Regions from separate parts of the Triticum aestivum genome. Here region 1 is linked to region 2. A link is a contact called in public Hi-C data. All regions are on one chromosome and are shown on one strand. The core of a region is the stretch at or near the end of the contact, and the rest is flanking DNA. Distances in the headings are between cores, read along the strand shown.

Region 1 (4,623 bases), core at 1,112-3,611, 48 kb before region 2:
CCACGGAGCACGTACGTGCCGCGCTCATAACTCGGGTCCGGCCCGGCCACGGGCATCAGTCAGTCCGTGCGATTGATCTTCTCCGACTTTTCCTTCCTTCTTCCCCGAAGATCACACCGGGCCAGTACTGCCCACTCTAATGCTAGTGGTCATGAGTTCATACAGTTCCAATCGGAACTTTATGACTCTGCTTCCCGTAGAGATCTCGACATTTCTCCGCTAGCTGTTTAATGCCCGAGCAGGAGTTACTGCTGCCTTTTACCCGCCGCCGGTGCCCTATCTCTGAATCCCAACAGTTTAAGCCATGCCGTTTCACTCCCAAAACAGTGTTCAGATCTAATCACTTCAACATTTTTTACTCGCCAGGTGAAACGTGCGTTTACCAGTGATAAACAAATGTAGATGTATTTGTGATTAGTAGTATTACTCTAGTAAACAATGTGAAGTCAAGGGTTCAAGGCCAGAAGTGCTCACCCAGCTGCACAGGGTCTCAGTGGACTTTTCTTCTTCTTCCAAACCAAGGGAACCACTATTCCAACAAAACAACCGCAGCAACTACTTGTCCACAACTCAAATCAAAGATAACACACACACATACATATCCGACTTTGACATTCCACGAGACAAGACACAGAATCGGATAAAATCAGGACCCAACCTAAATAACAAAACACACAGCTGCAGCACCGATCCACCATATCTTCCCCCTGATCCGCATGTTTATTCCCAGTTTAATCCATCCATCCGTCCGGGCAGCCGGACACATGGTGGCCACATACAGCGCTCCCACGCCACACCTCACATCGCCTTGTGCGGAAGCAGAATCTGGCGCCAGGTAAGCAGATCTCCGGGGAGATCCTTCCACAGTGCCCCCATTCATTACTACCATATATGCTCCCGGCCTTTGGACTTTTTCAGTTTTTTATACGCCGCGTACAACAACAGCTCACCTAAGACAACCCGGAGCCGTTTGTATATGTACAACTACGAGATACGCACGTACGATCGAGATTGTGTGTCTCCTATTATACTGCCTCGTCGACATCATCAATAGCATCAGGGCAAGCAATTGTTAAGAATCAATCATGGAAAATGTATCGCGTGGCAAGACAAAGCATGATTAGGGGCAGGCAGACACATATGTGAACAGCCGTGAGCATGTGGAGATTGATTAAGGAGATGGGAACCAGACGGTGATGGTTAATTGTTGCAAAAGATTGGCTCTGGTTATGAAACTGTCAACATGTTGCTCTGATCTGATGCCATTTCGACATGTAGCCAAGAGGGGAAACATATCTGAACAAGATTCATCCAGAAGATTTCCTTTCTCTTGGCCGAATGAATACTCTGTTTGATTTTGGTTCTTCTTGGCATCTCTGAAGAAGCAGAGCACGCAAGGGGACGAACTAACATCCTAATCTAATCATCATCATCATCTACTAGGTCCCCAAAAAGTTAAGCTGTTGTTTGAGGCGGCAGCGGCAGCGGCAGCGGGCGGATCTATGTCCATGGGAAAGAACACCGAAGAAAAAAGAATTGGAAAATCCTGCTCTACTTAAGAATTAATCCTCCTCCTCCGTCGAGGCTTCCGGTGGCTGATCACCGGATGCGGTTGCAGAGGCGGGAGACGTCGGAGGGGCGGACGGGCTTGAGGAGGAAGTCCTCGGCGCCCTCCTCGAGGCAGCGGGTGATGCGGTTGGGCACGTTCTCCGACGACATGATCACCACGGGGATCTCCCGGAGCTCCGACGACTCCTTGACGCGCTTCAGCAGCTCGTACCCGGTCATGCCGGGCATCCAATAGTCGGTGATGATCATGTTCACGTCCGTGATGAGCCCCAGGCCCAGCAGCTCCAGCGCCCGCGTCGCTGAGTCCACGGTGGTCACTGCAGCACAGAAGAAAGGCAGGTTAGAACATATACAACGAGGATGGATCGAGCGGCCGTCCAATTTCTTGAAGAATCGCCGGAGCGCGGCTTGATTGGATTGGGACTGATTCGATTTCTCACCTCTGTATTTTGAGCTGCGGAGGATCTTGGCGATGACGGCGCGGTCGACGACGCTGTCGTCGACGGCGAGCACGTGCAGCTCGGCCTGGACCTGGACCTGGACGACGACCTCGTCGGCGTCGGTCATCAGCGGCACCACCTTGCGGTCGCCGGCGGGGGCGGGCGCCACCTTGGCGGCCATGGCGGCCGGCAGGGTCATGGCCGGAGCCTGGGTGGGAGCAGCCGCAGCCATCAGTCGATCAAACTCGCCGGAGCAGCAGGAGTAGTAGTATGTAACGGCGAAGAACTCGTCTGAAGGATGGATGTGTTGATGCGGTGTTGGTTGGGTTGGCCGCGACGCGCGGCGGTATATATACAGGGCCGGGGGGAGGCGGAAAATAAATGCGGGGGAAATCCTGCGAGATCTCGAAAGGGATCCTAGGCTCGCGGATCGAGCGAAACCCAGCCCCCCCGGTGGGGCCCCGGCCCGATCCGGCCGCGGATCCGCGGGCCCCGCGGCCCAGCCCGGGAGATCCCCGCCGGGATTTTCCTGCCGAGCCCCTCGCTTTCGCTCCGCCCGTCGTCGTCACTCGTATGCCCCGCGCTCACGCACACCGTATGCTCTCTGCGTATCTTCTCTTCTCCCCCCTTTTTCTTTTCTCTTCTCTTGGACAAGTCGCAAGTGGGGAGGAGATGGGATTTGCGTGCATGGGGCACGCACAACCTGCATCACTTTTTTTTTAGTTTTTCTTTCTGGGCCGGCTGGCTGGGATTTTATTTGGTCTTTCCGGGCGGCAGCAGGTGATCCGTACCGGGCGGGCTCGAGGATTTGCTTGAAAATTCGATCTTCTTGGGTGAGCGGCGGCAGGATACGGATTGATTTCGGAGATTCACCAGTGATTCGTGAGATCATCGGGCGGTTTGGTTTGATTTCCTTCCGTGCGTGGAAGGGTCACTTGCCCCTTCGATTCCCACCCTCCTCTTGCATCACAGCTGCTGGTGATCCATCTCACCTCACACGCGATCTCTTCCTTCCTTCCTTCCTTTCACTCCCAGCCCAGCCCACGTACGTGACGCACCATCAACGTCGTGCCGTGCGTGCATGGCAGGATCCCCGGATTTCATTCGGATCGGTCGGCCTCCGCGCCGCGATCGCTCGGGCGGTACGGGCCATGTACGCACGCCGGGCGCCACCGACCGGTCGCTCGTCATTGCCGTATCGCGTCGCGTGATCTTCCTTCCAACACAGGCGGGACGGACGGAAGGGGACCAACAAGGGCAGGCGAGCGACCCGGCCCGTACGCGTCCACGCGTCCCATGATACGCTGCAGAGATCGGGCGCGCGGATCGACTCACGACGACATCGACCGGACGGACGGACGGACGGACGTCGGTGGCGTGGCGTCTGACTAGAGTGCCACTCTCTCGTACGGCTCCTAGGCAGCGGCGGTTGATGGTAGGGGTTCAGAGCGAGTGAATGTCCATGGCAGAGTACGTACCGATGAATCTGGATTGCGGATGCTGCTGTACTGGAAAAGGTGATCGCAGAATCGGTTGCGGCAGGCCGTGCGTCTGCGCTGGGATATGAATGAATGCTCGTGACGTAGTACGTACCGGATACAGGAACCTTCCTCGCTACGCGAAATCGTGATCGATCGCGGCCAGCTAGCTGCATCCTGCGTTCGTGGACGCAGATCTTTCTGTTTTCCGCAAGAGGAAACGTAGGCACGATTTCGGCGACGATCTGATCAACCGGTGGACTACCTTTCTGGTGCGTGTTGCTTTTGTGAGATCGTAGTACTTTCATCGGTTCGACTGATTCTATCTTTGTCATGGAGCAAACGCCAAGAGTTTTAGCTATTGCTTTAGTACTAGTGCTTTCTCCGTCTCACATTAAAATGAATGTACCTAACCGTACTTCATTTCACTAAAATTTGGTGTACTAGAGAAACGAGCAAGAGTGCAAGACAAAAAGTTACCATATCTTCCCTGCAAGACTATATTTCCGACTACGTTCATCAAGTCAGAGAGGGCGGCGTAATGCCTTCCTACATGCGAATTTTGTACCCGTAGGACAAATTACACACTGCAGCAAAAAAATGAAGGCGATGATACTTACCTAGAATAAGGAACAGACCAGTGAACTCTCTTTCTTTTTCTTTGCTAATGCATAGTCGAGGACGTGGGGTGGGCATAGCCCAGTGGTTGGGGGCGCATGATTGTAAACCCAACGACCAGAGTTCAATCCACGTCGGGGACGAATTTCTGGAATTCTCATGAGGGATGCTTCTTCTATATCAATAAACCGTGGGTGCTAGTGCCCATGGAGTTTCATTTTTTTTTGCTAATGCATAGTCCTCGGATAAAATACCATAAGCGACAATGCTAAACATGATAGAAATAAAATTACTTTTTATCAAATATCACATATAATGCCTATAAATACTTTGTGTACCGTGTTTCTAGACCGGAGATATAATTATTGTATTCACTTTGATAGGACACCATATAATTTAGTGGGAATTTAAACCATCCAAAGCACAATCCATTCTATTAACTAAGTGGCATTTAATTCTAGCACATCTAATTTCTCAACATCGCAGGAACCTGGAGAAAATTACATATTTCGGTACAT
Region 2 (4,548 bases), core at 1,181-3,680:
TCAGTGTCTGATCTATTAATACTTATTTGAGAGAAAATGCTTCCAAAATGTTATCTTGACAGCAACATTGTAGCTATTTTTCTCCGGCATGTATGATAAGCATAGGTGTCAATTTTGGATACATGATAGATTGTTAGCTGTTTTGATTCCATATTTTAATGACTATTGAGAATTATGATGGGCTTGTATTAGAGGACTAGATTGTTGCAAATGGTTATGGTGTGAATCTGATTCATACTAAAGGGACTCTTGTGGTTGCAGGTGACCGGGGGCAGATTGCCGACATTTGCCACACTATGGGCAATCTATGTTATGATCTGCTCTCCGCAATCGAAGCCAGGAATGAGCGGCAAGATGTCTTCGGGAATGGCTGATGAGGAAGAATTGACTGCGGGGGAATGGTGGATCTAGGTGGAGTTCGCTTTAGCCAGTGAGGGACGAGCTTTAGTTGTGTAGGGGAAGGGAAGCCACATGCATGAGTCAGACATAATAAATCGACTCGAAAATGACTCTGTTAGTCCAGAATCTCGTCTTGGACGACCCATATGGTGGTCTGACATTCGATCCGGTGTGAAAGTGCCTCACATAGTCATGTTTCATGGACTTCAGATGTGGGCCATATTCACTGTTCAAAAGAAGCATACATAGATTATTAGTGGCCTATGCGTGTTGGGCTGTAAATCCCGGGGCAACTTGATGGGAGGGATAACGAGCACACATGTGCTCCAACACATAATAGAGTGCATATAACATGGCTTTCTCACGACTTTATGCCACTAATAAGAAGTCCTTTCATTTTAGATCATGAGTTGATGAAATTTATTCCTCAATATATATGATAATTTAGGATGTAACCAAATCTCTCAATTTTGACTTTAAACAAATCGTACTACATTCTTAGATAAATGTGCTTTGAATAAACTATTTTTTATCATAGGCATATTTAAACAGTTGATCAAGTCTTCGGTCAGCATCACATGTTCATTCGATGGAATGTGACTATGTCACAATCTTGGTGCAAAAGTTTGCCTTGAAAACTAATTGTATAGACAGATGTCACCCTGAATTCTTATCTCTCACACGGCGTTTGGTATCCTTTTATGGGGCACATAAGTTATCTATTACTCCATCCGTTTTCAAATATTTGTCTTTCTTGACATTTCAAATGAACTATGACATACGGATGTATGTAGACATATTTCAGAGTGTAGATTGACTCGTTTTGTTTCATATATAGGCACTTGTTGAAATCTCTAAAAGGACAAATATTTGGGAACGGAGGGAGTACAATCTATAAGATGGCCAACTGGAGAAGTCATGGGACGTGGGTGAATAAAACACGAAGAAGAAAGGATCGTGGGAGAGGGAGGAGGAGAGAAAGATGAGGAGATTCATTTATCTACCACATCACTAGCATGAAATATCTTCACATGTAAATAGTTCCCTATACATTTTTGTTAGCGTATTTCTCGGTGTACATATACTTTGTTAGCCCGTGGCAACGCACGGGCATTGTACTAGTTAATTTAATTTATGACTTAGCCGTGTCAGGTAGTGCTAATTTTCTGCTGCTAGTAGTACATCACTCTGAGCTGTTGATGTTATTCTGAACTGATCAGATAATTACTTTTCGAGTGCGACTTGATCGCTAGTAGTAGGATTTTTATTCTCTCGGATGGAAACAGGATCATCCGCTCCACGCCATTGACTAGCTAGCTAGAATATCTCATTAAATATCTACGGGGAATCTCCATACACATCGGTATCGTGGTGTCACACCCGGCAGAATACAAGTTTCTTATTTTCTTCTAGTCTAGAATATCTCATTAAAAATCTATACGGGGAATCTTCATACCTGTAGAAGTTTCTTTTTTCTCTCGCTGCTTGAGAATATTTTCATGAAAATATACGGTCTTTTTTTCCTGTTGCTGGGAATATATTTCACACAGTAAGGGTCACATACGTACGTCGTCTGCTAATTCCAAACGTCCATGTTACCTCAACCTCTTGCGTCAACCGCGTATCCGGGTGGATCCGATCGATCTCGAAGAAGAAACTTCTCACCGGTCCCATTGAAAAGCTCAGGCCCAACAACCGTGTGTGTGGGCGTGCGTCTAGATGTAACCTGCATTGACCCTTTCCTTTTCCCCTCTTGTGCACGGCGCGGTCAGTCAGTCGGTCAGGTGCGCTGCGTCTAGTCAAATGTTAAAGAAAAGCAATCAGTGAGTGAGATCCCATGTTTTGTGCAAATCTTGCTCACATGGGAATGAGAGGGAAGGGAGCCTACTGTAATGTGCGCGCAGCTTTTCCAGTGATACCTTGCCTGATCCATTTTGTCAGAGTATTACTATTACTGTAGAGTATCGTGGACGCTAGTACAGGCCATGCCTGGTCCTTCTGGCTCTCTGCTCGCCTGCGACCGGAATGCTACTGTAGGAAGATCTGTGTGGACACGGGCCATGATCTTCGGGGAATGCAGGCTGCTGGGATCCGTTGTTGACAGCGGCATGTCGGGAATTGGCGTGTGGACAAACGCGTCCAGCTGCCTTGTCGCCTGCAGAAACAAAGAAACGGGAGCGCCTGCCGGGTTTGTTTTGAATCATGCTACACGGACGACAACAGACGGACGATTCATGCACGACGATGTAAATCCAGCCGCACATGTAGTCGACTTAAAGGGCAACAGCCGCTCGATTTCATGGTCGTGCGAAAATCGGTTGCACATGTCGTCTGTGGAGCAGTTCCGGTTTGTTTTTCACACTAAGCAGAGCTAGAGCAGGCTGTGACTTTGTCTGGTCGAGTGCCGGCCGAACATTGTCTGGTTGTCCGAGCGCGACCCGTAAATCTATTTTGCTTTTAACTGTTGTGCTTTGCTCATAAGCAGGTTCTTGCGTGGGCAGAGGCGCTAGTGTCGTGTGTATAGTACCCAACTAAGGGGGTGTTTGGTTCAGAGACTTTTTAGTTCCAGGGACTAAAAAAAATTCCTAAAAAGTCCATAAAAACCAAACGGGAGGGACTTTTTCTACAGGGACTAGGAAAAGACTCTACTGGAGAGTCTTTTTGGATTAGTCCCTGGGACTAGAAAAAGTCCAAAGACTTCTTAATCAAACACCCCCTAAGCTGTGCCAAGCAGCTAGCCATTTCCACGCCATGGCTGCCTACCGTTTAGCAAGACTCGAAGGTCCTTGCCCTGTACAGTGCCGTAAAGTAAAAGCAGGTGCGACTTGGCTCCTCGAGGATTTGCTTTCTCCCAAAGGCATTGCCGGTTTTGGAAGTCGAAAACCGTATCTCTATCTGCTTTTCCTCGAGCTACTCCTCGTGCGAACCGCATCGTATCCTCTGCTAGCCTAGGAGCCTCGTATCGTCTGCACGAGCGATGACTGATGACCAGCACAAACTCACCAGACCTGCAGATATATAGGCTGAGCTGGGAAAACTCCGAGCTGCCATGGAAAGTGAGCAAGATTCTTTCCTTCCCTGTACTGAAGCGGGCGCGGCGCCTGGTACGATCCAATCTGCCAGAGGAGAGAGGATGATACGCGATCCAATCTCCGTTCAGCACAGCCCCACCGTCACTGCTCATGAATAGAAGAAGCACATCGCGCCGACGGCAGACATGATGCACGACCACAATTGACCATCTCCAGAATCCTTGGTTTTCGATCGCCACTGTTCCTTCGCCTTGTTGGCACCAAGGTTTTATAACGGGGAAAAAGAATTACTAGCGCTACGTATGTATTGTCAAGTGTCAACAACTCCGCGGTTTCACTTGCAAGGGAACGTCATGCAGGGTGCCGTACAGCGAGTCGTACCTCACCGCTCGATGCCGTGCCGTCGACGATCTTGTCCAGTCCAAGATCTCCACGATCTGATCAACTAGAGTATCATTTCATTTCGTACATAGCCTGTCGGCAACTCTGTACCAGGCAGTTTCCCTTCCGACAGGGCACGAGGATCCGATCAAGTGTCAACAACTCTGTATTCTATCCTGCACATATCAGATACGCTACATCACAGCTACACCGCATTGTTTAGTGCCACTAAACGTGAACGGGATCCGTATCCGGATTAATCAAGGGATAACAGTGGGTTGATAGAGCCAGTCAGTGTCAACGGCAGGCCGAGGAAAAATAAATTTATACAAGTAAACTACACTTAGCAGCAGCACTCACGCGGCCGGTGCTGTGCATCTTGGATCAACTCTTTTAAACTCGGGCGGTCGATCACTCAGATAGTATATCTAGCCTTATAAAACGAAAACTCTCTTGTCAGCTATGATCCTCTCCTGTAGTGCTTGTCATGCGACACAACTCCTTGCTTGTTTAACCAGAGCCAATGTCAACTGCTGAAACAGTCGGTCAGTCGAGAAGAATACTGAGTGTGATGTTTATGGTGCATATCCAGAGCACGGCAGCTGCAGTCTTCGGATTTAGCGTATCTCCAGAGATATTCAGAGCACGACAGCTGCAGTCTTATGATTCTTGAGACTGTTGACTTCAGTCTGTGAAGCAACTATGATTATGCTTGCTAAGATATATCTGCACCGCT

What was found. A called contact is a pair of places that touch in the nucleus more often than the background predicts.
Region 1: a Hi-C map of leaf shows a contact between it and region 2, with 2.7 times the contacts expected there. The contact joins the promoter of LOC123047346 here to the enhancer-like site in region 2. A contact is called at or near these places in 3 of 5 Hi-C or Micro-C datasets (leaf and root) and 1 of 1 datasets of contacts at active chromatin or transcription factors (leaf).

Annotation. Positions count from the first base shown.
Region 1 is chr2B:779,113,077-779,117,699 of IWGSC CS RefSeq v2.1, reverse strand. LOC123047346 (two-component response regulator ORR6) reads right to left here and starts at 2,361. Exons shown (of 2, transcript XM_044470873.1): 1 at 2,010-2,361; 2 at 1,228-1,886. The coding sequence starts at 2,241. The coding sequence ends at 1,600.
Region 2 is chr2B:779,065,508-779,070,055 of IWGSC CS RefSeq v2.1, reverse strand. No RefSeq gene overlaps it. Among protein-coding and RNA genes, the nearest start is that of LOC123042688, 5.0 kb to the left of the region's middle. Within about 2 kb of position 2,430, at least 2 of the 8 cell types and tissues checked have an H3K27ac peak or open chromatin away from gene starts, as enhancers often do. A contact at or near this core is called in leaf, where this site is marked.